Regions from separate parts of the Sus scrofa genome. Here regions 2 and 3 are each linked to region 1. Evidence: chromatin contacts called from public HiChIP or PLAC-seq data. All regions are on one chromosome and are shown on one strand. Each heading gives the region's core, a stretch centred on a gene start, on an enhancer-like site or on the middle of the called end of the contact. The rest is flanking DNA. Distances are from core to core; before and after follow the strand shown. Region 1 overlaps LOC110255833 (a long non-coding RNA gene). Region 2 has its middle 30 kb from the start of EDNRB. Region 3 has its middle 8.1 kb from the start of EDNRB.

What was found. HiChIP or PLAC-seq counts read pairs in DNA pulled down with a chosen protein or histone mark.
Region 2: a contact with region 1 is called in an H3K27ac HiChIP or PLAC-seq map of alveolar macrophages. The contact joins two enhancer-like sites. A contact is called at or near these places in 2 of 2 datasets of contacts at active chromatin or transcription factors (alveolar macrophages and skeletal muscle).
Region 3: an H3K27ac HiChIP or PLAC-seq map of alveolar macrophages shows a contact between it and region 1, with 5 times the contacts expected there. The contact joins two enhancer-like sites. A contact is called at or near these places in 2 of 2 datasets of contacts at active chromatin or transcription factors (alveolar macrophages and skeletal muscle).

What each region holds. Positions count from the first base shown.
Region 1 is chr11:50,263,258-50,267,693 of Sscrofa11.1, reverse strand. The region is part of intron 2 of LOC110255833 (a long non-coding RNA gene); the gene reads right to left. Among named protein-coding and RNA genes, the nearest start is that of EDNRB, 160 kb to the right of the region's middle. Within about 2 kb of position 2,448, at least 6 of the 83 cell types and tissues checked have an H3K27ac peak or open chromatin away from gene starts, as enhancers often do. A contact at or near this core is called in alveolar macrophages, where this site is marked.
Region 2 is chr11:50,129,740-50,133,748 of Sscrofa11.1, reverse strand. No RefSeq gene overlaps it. Among named protein-coding and RNA genes, the nearest start is that of EDNRB, 30 kb to the right of the region's middle. Within about 2 kb of position 2,143, at least 7 of the 83 cell types and tissues checked have an H3K27ac peak or open chromatin away from gene starts, as enhancers often do. A contact at or near this core is called in alveolar macrophages, where this site is marked.
Region 3 is chr11:50,107,839-50,112,130 of Sscrofa11.1, reverse strand. No RefSeq gene overlaps it. Among named protein-coding and RNA genes, the nearest start is that of EDNRB, 8.1 kb to the right of the region's middle. Within about 2 kb of position 2,415, at least 1 of the 83 cell types and tissues checked has an H3K27ac peak or open chromatin away from gene starts, as enhancers often do. A contact at or near this core is called in alveolar macrophages, where this site is marked.

The DNA.
Region 1 (4,436 bases), core at 1,199-3,698:
AAATCACTTTCCTAAGGTCACAGGGCTAGGCGGCAGTGGACAACAGTTCTGCCTGATTCTAAAGCCCACCCTCTCCATCATGCCTCAGCACCTCCTTGAGCAAATGATTCCATGTCTCTGGACCCCACTTTCCTGTGGGGAAAGCCATGGGGATAACCGTAGGTTTCCTGCCATTCGTTCGATCAAACAGAGTTTGCTATTATATTGATGTGTTTTATCAGATATTGAAAGATTCATTGTATATCTTTGGTTCCCTTAATTTGTTGAGTATCCTTTAAAAAATAGTCAGTGACGACACCACTATGTGCCGGGCACTGTGCTGAGCATGGGCGTTATAACACTGACAAGACAGAGTCCCTCTTCTCATGTAGTTTGTTTGCCTTCTTGTGTGTATAGGTGTGTGAGTGTCTTTATAACAAATGTTTTTGTTTTGGGGTGGTTTTTTTTTGGTCTTTTTAGGGCCACACCCACGGCATATGGAGGTTCCCAGGCTAGGGGTCAAATCGGAGCTACAGCTGCTGGCCCACACCACAGCCACAGCAATGCAGGATCCCTAACCCACTAAGCAAGGCCAGGGATTGAACCCACCACCTCATGGTTCCTAGTCGGATTCGTTAACCACTGAGCCATGATGGGAACTCCTTTATAGTAAATCATAGAAACTGCGCAGGCAATCGTGGAAATCCCTGATTAGTAACCAAGATGGACTTGTGATTAGCATCTGAAGCAGGGGGAGCTTGTAGGGCAGAGCTCTGTGGGGTCTGTGCCAACTCCGGGTAGACAGGGTAAGAATGGAATTTTTGGCAGGACACCACTTGGTATCTGCAAAGAATTGTAGAATGGAATGGTGTGGAAAGCCCACACATTGGATGTCAGAAGGGTTGTGCATGAAGTGGTTTTTCCTTTAAGTATTTAAATTTTTCTAGACACCTGCCCTGCTGGGTTTGGAACCTGTTTGTCTGCCCTTCTTCACTAGCCTGAAGGCTGAGCAGTGTTCCATCTGCTTTCTGTAGCCTAGAGGCACTGGTGACTGTTGAGGGCGAAAAGCCAGGGTGGAGAGGGCTCACTGGGGTTTGTGTGCATCTTTCATGGAAGGTCACCAGCTCTGCTCTCTCCCCTGGGATTTTCTTAAGTGTTCTGCATCCTTTCACCTCGTTGGGAAAAAATTTCAGTCCTGAAAGGGAATCCACTGGGGCTTTGCATTTTTCCAAAATTCATCAGGAAGTCCTGGATAATCTCAAGCCTCTCTAGTGATTTTTGGGTCTATTTCTATTGGCTCAGATAATGTGGCCATTTCGCTACAGGATATGTTCTTGATGCTTCCTAGAATAACTTTCTTATCCTCCCAGCTCAGCCTTTCTTATCCTCTGTAACCTGACAGTGTTGGGTACAGACAGATCTTAATGAGAATGCTGAGAACGGTGTTGACTCAACTTTTCTCCCCCAAATGACTACTGAGATGTGGGGGTAAAGTCTGAAGCAACTACACCAGCTCTATTCGGGAAACTGTAGTTTTTGTCTCGAATGTCACATTGTGAACGTGTTTAATTGTTGGTTAAATTTCTTTCTTTCTCTCTCTCTTTCTTTCCCTTCCTTCTTTCCTTTCCCTTTTCTTTCTTTTTCTTTTTCTTCTCTCTCTCTCTTTCTCTGAAAGAAAAAAATTGGTAATTCTACCATGAAGTAATAATCACCAACACTGAGATAGAGTTTTTCTATAATAATATAGTGGGGACTTTTATATATATATGTATATTTTAATAAAATTTCATATATATATTATTTTACCATATTAACATATAGTTTACCTTTTTCTCACTTTAAAGCACTTTTAAAATTATTTCACTTTTAGTAATAATAACAAAATAGTACCTTAAATAATTTTATATTTATCAAATATTATTTTAAATAAATATGACATTTCATTTATGAACCTAATATAATCTTTTTGACCAGTATTATACTGGTGGGTACTTAGATTTTTTCCAATGAATCCTATTCAAAATAGTGTTTAGATATACATCATACTTTAATAGTATTGCTTTTATTTCCTTCAAACTCTAAGAATTAAGCTCAAAGGATTGTTTGAGAAGGAATCTACATTCCAACGGAGGCTACAAATAGATTATCTTTCTGCAAGGTCAGTTGGCCTACCTGAGTTGGCCCACTCCTAGAATAACTATCTACAATTTTTTCTAAGAACTAACTTTTGGAGCTAAAAAGGACTGTATGCGAGAATACGTAGTTGCTGCATTTAATACATTTCCAAATGGGCATATACCAATAGCTTTGTATCTTAAGCCTCAAGACAAAGATCCTGAATTGTAAAAACGTGGCTACACAGCTGGTAGTAACTGTGACTCATGTGTTTTGTCAGATCAGGAGACACCGAGCTTTCAGTCTCATGACTGAAAGTGGTATTCAAAGGTCTAAGATTGCATTTAGGGCACAAAAAAAGTGCTATGTCATACATACCAATATTGCTAGCCTAAGGAGCGATGCCATGGCATGTAGCAGCAGCCCCTTGAAAAATAGCAAACTCATGATTTGTTTCTTGTTTTGTCCCAACCACAAGGACACTTCTCTTTCTCCCCAGCTTGGAGGTGGGGGGGGGTACCCTCAGGAACTCATGAATTTGTCCGGATGCAGCCATCTGCAAGGTCATCCCACAAACACTAACGTCTGCCAGGGACTTGGGGAGGGCAGTTCTGAAGGGAAGTTGGAGGACAAAAGGAAGGGGGCTATTGCTCAATCTTGACTTTCTTTCAGCATTAGTGCTGGGTCATCCCCCACCAAGCACCAGCAATGAAACAAGCCTCTGTTGGTCAAGATACTGTCATTGTGACAGTACCCCAGGAATCTGGGAGCTCCTGGCCACAAGGCGCATGATTCCCCTCATTCCAGGTTGGATGGAGTCACATTTGTTGTAGTTCTAGAGCTACTTTATTAATATAGTTCAGGCGCCTCACAGAGAGAAACGGCTCATGGACTTCACTTTCTGGGGACAGGGAGTTCCCCAAACCACAGAGATGCTAGAGGGGATCCCAAGTTTCTGTCTCTCAAGCAAACTACCCACTTCTGACCCTGCCTAAAATTTTTTTCATATTGGAACATAATTCTTCTCACTCGGTATTATTTTGAGGGCTTATCTTACATATTTTCATATCGAAAAATTCCAGCCCCACACAGACATGCCCACAAAGTGACTCTTGAACAGCTTATTCAGTAAAGTCACAAGAAAGGCAGATGCATCAGTACGTCTCCTGAGAATGTTGTGAGAACTGATGCATCTTTGTCTGCCCATCACTTCAAATAAAGCCAAGTCTGTTGAATGAATAAAGCAGTGAAAGAGAATCGAGAGACATACATAAGCAAGTCAGTCTGCTTCTAAGAACAGAAAGTAGTGGTTACTCAAGAATAGCCATCTTTTCCAACCTGTGATCGTTCTCTGTTACCCAGAACACCCTGCTTCAGCTCTGGCAGATAAGAGAAACTGGAAGAGGCTTTTTTCAATCAATCAGTGAATTTATATGTTATTAAGTCCAGCCAGCTCTGTACTAGATGATGACTTAGGAAGGTTCACAAATGCATCAACACACGTTAACACGCATACAGGTAAGTCTCTGTTGTCATCAAGTCATTTGGAAAATGCTAAACCTATTGGGGAGGGGTAGTGTTTAATGTTTGGGATGCTCTTCCTTAAAACTGGGGCTGCACAGCAAATGCAGTTTTTGCTTTGGAGGATCCTGAGATAAATTTAAAAAAAAGGTAGGCAATGTAGATACGGTGTGGACAGAGGAAGTAAGCAGTTGTTCAACGAGAGGCCCACACCAGAAGACAACAGGGAAGACTCGCTAAGATAGAGGCACTGACTCACGTCAAGCTGCCCCTCACATGCACAGTCATTAGAGGTCTCCACTGGCACAAAGTGTGGGGTTTTGTTACCTGCTATAACAAACAGATCCAAGAAATGCATGATGGATCTTACTCAGAAGCAGTTTATGTCTTGCAACCCAACACAATTAACCAGGTGAATGAACAGTGTGGTGTGGACAGAGGTTCTGCCATCATCAACACGTGACATGCATGTCTCAGATCATCTCCATTCTAACTGCCTGGAAGTATGGAGGAGCACATGTGGGACATTTTTAAGGAATCAGGCCTGAGATGACACATTTCACATTCTGTTGTCGCAACATTCAGTCTCAAGGGTAGTTGAGAAATAAGGTCCAGCTGAGGACACACAGTGAAAGGAGGAGTTATGTTCTGGTGAGCAGCTTAAGGTCTCTGTCTTTTGGATATTCTTTTAATTATATCAGATCAGATAACGATACTCCCACACAGGGCTAAGTAATCCAGAGAAGAGATGACAAGAGACAGCCTTTGAGTGTTCACAATGTGCTAGGTACTGTTCTCTGAGCTACACATGTATAATTTAA
Region 2 (4,009 bases), core at 894-3,393, 130 kb after region 1:
GCATGTGGAAGTTCCCAGGCTAGAGGTCAAACAGCTCCCAGCCTACACCACAGCCACAACCACATCAGCCGCATCTGTGACCTACACTGCAGCTTGTGGCAATGCTGGATCGCCAACCCACTGAGTGAAGCCAGGGATCATCAAACCCTCATCCTCATGGATACTAGTTGGATTCGTTTCTGCTGCGCCATGGAGGGAACTCCCCCATCTTTATTCTTAAATGAATGCAAAGCCTGTATAAAATCAATGAAGTTATGAGTGTTATTATTACTCTATGTGTGATCATTATAGTAAAATGCTCAAATAAATCCCCAGTTTAAATACACATTCTTTAGGAGGTCCCGTCGTGGCTCAGTGGTTAACGAATCCGACTAGGAACCATGAGGTTGCAGGTTCGATCCCTGGCCTTGCTCAGTGGGTTAAGGATCCAGCGTTGCCGTGAGCTGTGGTGTAGGTCGCAGACGCAGCTTGGATCCTGCGTTGCTGTGGCTGTGGTGTAGGCTGGAGGCTGCAGGTCCGATTGGACCCCTAGCCTGGGAACCTCCATATACCACAGGAGTGGCTCAAGTAAAGGCAAAAAGACAAAAAATAAAATAGAATAAAATAAAAAAATAAATAAATACACATGCTTTAATTCATTACACTTGGAGTGATGAGCCATGTTGAAACTTGAATAAAGTATGTTTTTATGTAGAAGAGCTCATTCAGTTATGTTAAGGCTTTTAAGAACAGTCGTAAGTTGTGTTTGCCATCCTGTCGCCCCCATAGGACTTGTTTGAAAATTTTCTCCAGTAAATGCTTGCTTTAAAGAACCATTTCTCACCCTGGCAAGTGTGGAAATAAATCATTTATGTAAACTTGAAACTGCCTGGTGTGATTTTTATAGAAATAACAGTGGCAGTTCAACAATGGAGCTGAGGGTGGGGGTGCCAACGGTTATAAATACATCACTAATAACGTCAGTGTATTTCCCTTGTCTTCCCCACAACTATCTCTGGGGAAATAAAAACTCGGCTACTAGTTGGCCTGAATTCCTGTCATTGTCCTCTACACATCGGCCTCTCTAGTCTCAGGCTTATGACCTGCGGGCTCTTATCATCCTGCTTGTCACACACAGCCACTGCCATAGAAATGAAGTCGATGGAGAAGGGACATTTTTTTTTCTTATATAGGAGAGGCAAATGACTCCTGAACTCAGCAATAAATCAGGGTGAACCAAAACAAGGGAACAGAAGGACACATCTCAGCTGGAAAAACTGAAGGTTTCCAGAGGAAACGATATTAAATATAAACCCTTTCCTATGTGTTGATAACTATATTTGCTTGAGTTTCTAAACCATTGAAAGTGATAACACATCTAGCTTTACACCACGCCAAGTGTATCATTTCCTTCCTTCTCCCCTCTGCCCCACACCCTCCCCCATGCCCAACATCTAAGAAAAAAGCTGAGGACAGCAAACTCTACAAGATTATACTCTTTTTAAAAAGAAAGTTTTATCAAAGTCTAGTTGATTTACAATCTTGTGATAATTTCTGCTATACAACCAAGTGACTCAGATATACATATACACACATTCATTCTTTTTCAAATTCTTTTCCCATATAGATTATCACAGAATATTGGGTAGAGTTCCCTGGGCTATCCAGCAGGTTCCCACTGGCCAGTCATTTTGTATACCTCAGTGTGCATATGCCACTCCCAAGATTATACTCTTTTTTCTTCCTTTTTTTTTTTTTTTTTTGTTTTTTTTGTTTTTACAGCTGCACCTGTGGCATATGGAAGTTCCCGGGCTAGGGGTCAAATCAGAGCTGCAGCTGAGGCCAACACCAGATCCTTAAGCCACCGAGCAAGGACAGAGATCACACCTACATCCTCACGGACACTGTGTTGGGTTCTTAACCTGCTGAGCCACCAAAAGAACCCCCAAGATTATGCTCTTGAACATTAGTCTGGCTTATCCTGAGAGATTTTTGCCATTTTCTTTACATAACACCTGTTCTAGAGAGAAGCACGTATGCAATGTTTCTGCAGGACTTCTGCATTTGATTTCTCTGATGTTTCTACATGTATATAATAGCCCAGATGTTTGTGGCTTTTGAAAGTGGCTTATTTTGTAATTATTAGAGCTTCAGACATGAGTCAGGATTTGTAGCTAAATCTCAGGGAATGACTAATGAGGTCATTGTGGTAAACCATGAGTGTCTTACCTCGGATAGTTCCTCTAGCTGTGTCATATTTGAGTCTGTTTCTGATGTCTGCTTTGTCTCTTCAGATTGTGTTGTTTCTTGGCATTTTGCATGCCTCATGGTAGTTTGTTGAAAGCTGGACATAATGTACCAGATAATGGAAACTGAGTGAAAAAAAAAACGCCTTTAATGTGAGGTTTTCTGTTGATCTACTTAGAAGTTGGAGTGTGTTTAGTATTTGCTGTAGCCTTAGGTTCCAGAGACTTCAAATGCTTATAGTAGCCTAGATTTTGGTCTCCTCTATTGACTTGGTATTCCCTAAGTACTCTTTCTTAGAGAGTCTGAATTTTGCAGCTTTCAGCTATAACCCACTGTTGTATTCAGGCTTCTGTTCCAGGGAAGCAGGTTTTGGCTATACCTCTCTGGATTTGCCAGTCTCTACAGATTTTGGTATGATAGTTTGCCCTGGGAGTTCAGTACTCTGATGGGTCCACGAAAAGTTGTTTTCAGTAATAACCTCTAAGTTCTTTACAAATGTCGGAGCAAAAGAAATGTCCCCATTTCTGTCTTAGGAATCAGAAAATAGATGCATTTGTTTAAGTTGTTTAATGAAAAAGAGCCCGGAATGCAACAATTTGTATCTACTAACCCCAAACGCCCAGTCCATCCCCCTCCCTCCCCTTCCATTGCAAATCAACTATACTTTAATAAAAAAGATTTTTAAAAGAACCCTGAGTTCCCTGGTGACCTAGCAGTTAAGGACTCTGTGTATACTACTTCTTCCACTCTGTCTTTTGAAATTCTACTCATCTTTTAATTAATGATAACTTCCTTAATCTATCAATTCTATGTAAGTTTCTGTCTTTGAACTGCACAACCCTTTATTTATACCTTTATTATGCATGTAACATACTCTGCCTTTTATTTAAATTTAGGTTCACCTACTTTATCTCTTGTAGTAAGAGAGCTCTAAATTCTCTTAAGATGTAATTTATACATGGTGCCTTATACAGTGTAAAAACTTGTCCATCTAATGCATGAAGGGAGGAGATGAAGTTTGTGTACAGGGAGCAGTGCGTTCTCAAAGCCCATTGATTGATATAATCTCAGAGTTGATAGGAATCACACATGTCCAAGGCAGCATATTAGATGGATGCATTCAGGGAATGGATCCTGCTGGCCCCTACTCTAAATGGATTCAGTATCCAGGGCCCAGCATTCACTCACCCTCTGTGAATAACTCTCCCTTGGGAGCATCACTGCTCATGCTGCGGCTCTTTGGACATCTTTCTATCCAGTCATACCACCTGGTAAATATCTCTCAAGTTTACTCCCATAAGATTGGCATTTTAGCTTCCAAATGATCCAGGAGTTTCACTTTGCAATCTATCCTCCAGACTGTTTAAGTGTGAAATAAGACAGAGCATTCTATGAGTTTCACTGTTTAGTTTCTGAGTGGTCATTTGGTTGGACCTTGACTGTTTCCAACGTTAGGGCTTCATTTTCTTGGATTTTCCGAAATTTCCTGTCTCTCCCAAACTGGTTTCAGTGTAAAAGAAAAAAACTCTAGCATAGAAATTTTAAAAAGCAAATGGCTTGTCTTCTTAGAAAAAAAATTTCTTAAAATTTTCTGGAAACTTTCTAAAAAAATCTGTTTACTTATTCAAAACTCTAGCATCTTAGCTCAAGATTGTGGCTATATTTCTGATTACTGAAGTCAAGATATAAAGAAATAATGCAGCTTAAAAATCCATGGAGGAGAAGCTAAGATAATGAAGGGGAATTTGAGACTTCCACAAGGAAAAACCAAAAATAATTAGAG
Region 3 (4,292 bases), core at 1,166-3,665, 160 kb after region 1:
CGGCATCATGACAAGCACAGGAAATGAATCACTCACCTTTTGACCTTCATCGGTGTCTGCACCTAAAATTTAAACCTGACACAAGTTTGAATTCAACTGAAAATGCTTCAGTCATTATTGCTTTGGGTCATCTGCTAATGGTCTGGGCAGGAAATTAGATACTTACGGAAATTAATTTGACAGTTGGCAATGGGAAGACGATTATTGTTAAATTAAGCATTAGAAATATTTCTTTATTTTTTTCTTCTGTCTTTTTGCCTTTTCTAGGGCCGCTCCTGCAGCATATGGAGGTTCCCAGGCTAAGTAGGGGTCAAATCGGAGCTGTAGCCACTGGCCTACACCAACGGCTACACCTTAACCCAATGAGCAAGGCCAGAAGTTCCCATTGTGGCGCAGTGGTTAACGAAACCGACGAGGAACCATGAGGTTTCGGGTTCGGTCCCTGGCCTTGCTCAGTGGGTTAAGGATCCGGCATTGCCGTGAGCTGTGGTGTAGGTCGCAGATGCAGCTCGGATCCAGCATTGCTGTGGCTGTGGTGTAGGCCAGTAGCTACAGCTCTGAATAGACCCCTAGCCTGGGAACCTCCATATGCCACGGGAGTGGCCCAAGAAATGGCAAAAAGACAAAAAGGAAAAAAAAAGGAAAAATATTTCGAGAGATACTTGGGAGATTCTCTTAAATAATTTGGTGAAAAATTACAGTTTGCCTTTGCTTCTTAGCTCTTGAGCAAACTGAGCTTTTCCAAACTAAAGGTAAGGATCCCATTGTTCTCAGACTTGATCTTCTCTCGACTTCCGAGAAGCTGTATTATGTCTGGAATCCCAAGGAAAAAGAGCCGGTTTTGTTTTTCAGGCAAATCTATTTGCACTTATATATTTCAGGTTGAATAACATAAATATGTATTTTTAGAGCTCATTTTAAGCCAAACACATTGTTGATGCCTCCAGTGGTAAACATTTTCAGGAAAAGACGTTCTTGGAAACAAAGCTCCTTAAAATATCATGTACTCTGGCTAATTTTACACCAAAATAAAACACTACTGTGAAAAAATATAAAATATTTGGTAGCAATACCAAAACCACCCTGTGGTAAACAAGAGCGATGGAATAGTTCCTCAAAATATTTCTTGGTGTTAAAGGAGGACCACCAAAGATCAGGTCACTTGGCTCTTGACATAAGACAATGGGTGACATTACAGCTTTGAAATATATAATGATATATTACAGTCATATATAGTATTAAATCCACACATATATGTACATATAATAAAAGTGGTAGCTCCAAATTTTCATAAAAGATTAATTGATTTGTTTGCCTTCTTGCTTAAATATAAAAGATTATATGCTGAGTTCCCGTCGTGGCACAGCAGAAACAAATCCAACTAGGAACCACGAAGTTGCAGGTTCAATCCCCGGCCTCGCTCAGTGGGTTAAGGATCCGGCATTGCCGTGTGCTGTGGTGTAGGTCACAGATGTGGCTCAGATCTGGCGTTGCTGTGGCTGTGGTGTTGTCTGGCAGCTGTTGCTCCGATTCGACCCCTAGCCTGGGAACTTCCATGTGCCGCAGGTGCGGCCCTAAAAAGCAAAAAGCAAAAAATAAGTAAATAAATAATTATATGTAGCTGAGTAACAAAAATCTTTTTCTACAAATGCTTGAGTCCCTCACAAGATATGAATTATTCATTGTGAATATCTAGATGAATGGATAGATGGATGTAGATAGAAGAAAAGAAGTTATGACAATCTGAAGATGTTATAGCTCTTACTCAGGATAAATTTTATCCAAAGCACCCCAGTGATGATAACCATTCACATACGTTTTCAATGACCTTGCAATTGGAAAAATATCAGGAAAACATTTCTATGAAGTTCCTGATTGCCAAATTCACCTAAATACCAGGGTTAGTCTCTTACCGAATTGTCAAAAAGGGGAAATTTGTCTTAAATCTGTCTTGAGCACTCCCACACTTATTAACCCTTGACCTGGTTTCTAGACCCAGACTTCCCCAATCCTCACAACCCCCCACATGGATCTGCTAATATCCTTCTTATGTGATTTCAGGCCTGCCCAGTTCCTACACCAATCAAGAGCAAGTTCTGAGCCCAACAGTATAGTTCAAGAGTTCAACCCTCAACCCACCTCAACTTGAAATTTTCTGAAATACTCCAACTCCCAAGTCAAGGACTTGAGGGCTCAGTGCTCCTGTAGTGATCCTTGAATCTCTAACTTCTACCGCCAGGAACAGAGAGCTAGGCAATGAAGAAGTTTTCTGGAGTTCCCATTGTGGCTCAGTGGGTTAAGAACCTAATTAGTATCCAGGAGGATGCGTGTTCAAACCCTGGTCTTGCTCAGTGGGTTAAGGATCCAGGGTTACTGCAAGCTGCAGTGTAGGTCAGAGATGCGGCTTGGATCTGATGTGACTGTGGCTGTGGCGTGGGCTGGCAGCTGCGGTTCAGATTTGACCCCTAGCCTGGGAACTTCCGTATGTGCAGCCTGAAAAAAAAAAAGAAAAAAAAAAACAAGTTTTCTGTTGAAGATAAGAAAAGGATAGATACGTTATATACACTGTGTCGTGTATGTGTGTGAATGTGTCTGTTTTAACTAGCTCAAAGCCATCAAAGATTTAACAAGGTAATGAATTATTGAGCCAGGTTCTCAGAGAAATGAGAAAACCAGAGAAGTAAGCCTGTCATTTTGAGGCTGCTTTTGCTGCCTCCAGGCATTGGCCAATGAGGTGTGGAAAGAGGCAGTTTCTTTCCAGCCTTGCAGAGCTAGGAGGACAAAAGTTGGGGAGTCCTGGACATACCATGAGTGGGGACCCTGGTAAATGTCCTTGAGTTGGGATTGCAATGCAAAGGCATTGCCTCTTAAGACTAAGTGTGGGAAATAAGTGAGCTTTCACATGAGCTAAGACTCAGCTTCACATTGTGGGCCAGCAGCATTCATGCAGGTCCCCAGGCGTTCCCACCTGCTAAAGTTCTGCTAAAACTCCCAGCAAATGGTTCCTGCCCCGTAGTTTTTCTGCTCACCAGTCCCAGGCTGTGTTTTCCCATTTGCCATGACATGAGGATTAGGTTTCAACATATGAATTCTGGAGGCACTCATTCAGTCTACACATTTTCACTGCATTGTTATTCACAATAGCCAAGAGGTGGTAGCAACCCAATGTCCGTGGACAGAAGAACAGATACACAAAATGTGGGAAATACATGCAGTGTAATATAATAGAATATTATTCGGCCTGAGAGAGAGGCTACAATACATGGATGAATCTTGAGGATATTATGCTAACTAAATAAACTAGTCACAAATGGTAATTGCTATATGGGATCTAAAGCAGTAAAATTCATAGGAACATTAGAACAGTGGCTACCACAGCCTGGGAGGAGAGGCCAAATGTACTGAGTTTCAATTTTGCAAGATGAAAACTGGAGATCTATAACAATGCCAGTGAACGGAACACTTACGAATGATTAAGATGGTAAATTTTATGATTTGTGTTTTTAATCACAATAAAAAAATAAACAGTGTAGAGTTTCAAAGGATGAGCCACTCATTGGATTCCCTATTACTATAGTCCACCTGCCTCTCTGCCTGCTACCTGGTACCCACTGCCTCTGCAATGGCCCCTCAAATGCCAGCCTTGCATCGGGACCAGCACCCCTTGAAGGAAGTATGTCTTTTTTTCATTTCCTGTGAGAGCATGTGAGTAATTTCATTTCAATAACCCATAGCTGATAAAACCATTTCAGAATCCCTGTTTCCACAGGTAGAAATAACTGTTCTTTGAGGGCCCGAAAGAGAAGAGACAATTCTTTGCACATCCATCCTTAAAGGAGATGCCATTAACAACCTTACAAGTTGGGCACAGCTTCGAAAGCCCCTGATGATCCCTCACCTTAACAAAGACGCTGTAATTCTGAGCTATTTCGTTTCCTTTAGCATGAAGATCAAATTATTTGTCTAATGCAGGGTACATGAACTTTCAGGAAATTCAGTGCTTCTCTTTACATTTCATTTCGAGTAGTCCTACTCTCCTACAACTAGATCGAAATGGATAGGAAACTTTTTAAAGATGTCAGAATGTTTGTTTGTTTGTTCATTTGTTTTTCGGGGTTTTTTTTTTTTTTTTTTTTTTTTTTGGCCATGCCCACAGCATGTGGAAGTTCCCCAGCCAAGGATTGAACCTGTGCCACAGCAGTAAGGGGAACCACTGCAGTGACAATGCCTTAACTTGATGAGTCATCAGGGAGCCCCAAGATATCAGAAGATTTTGATTGAAAAGATTTTCA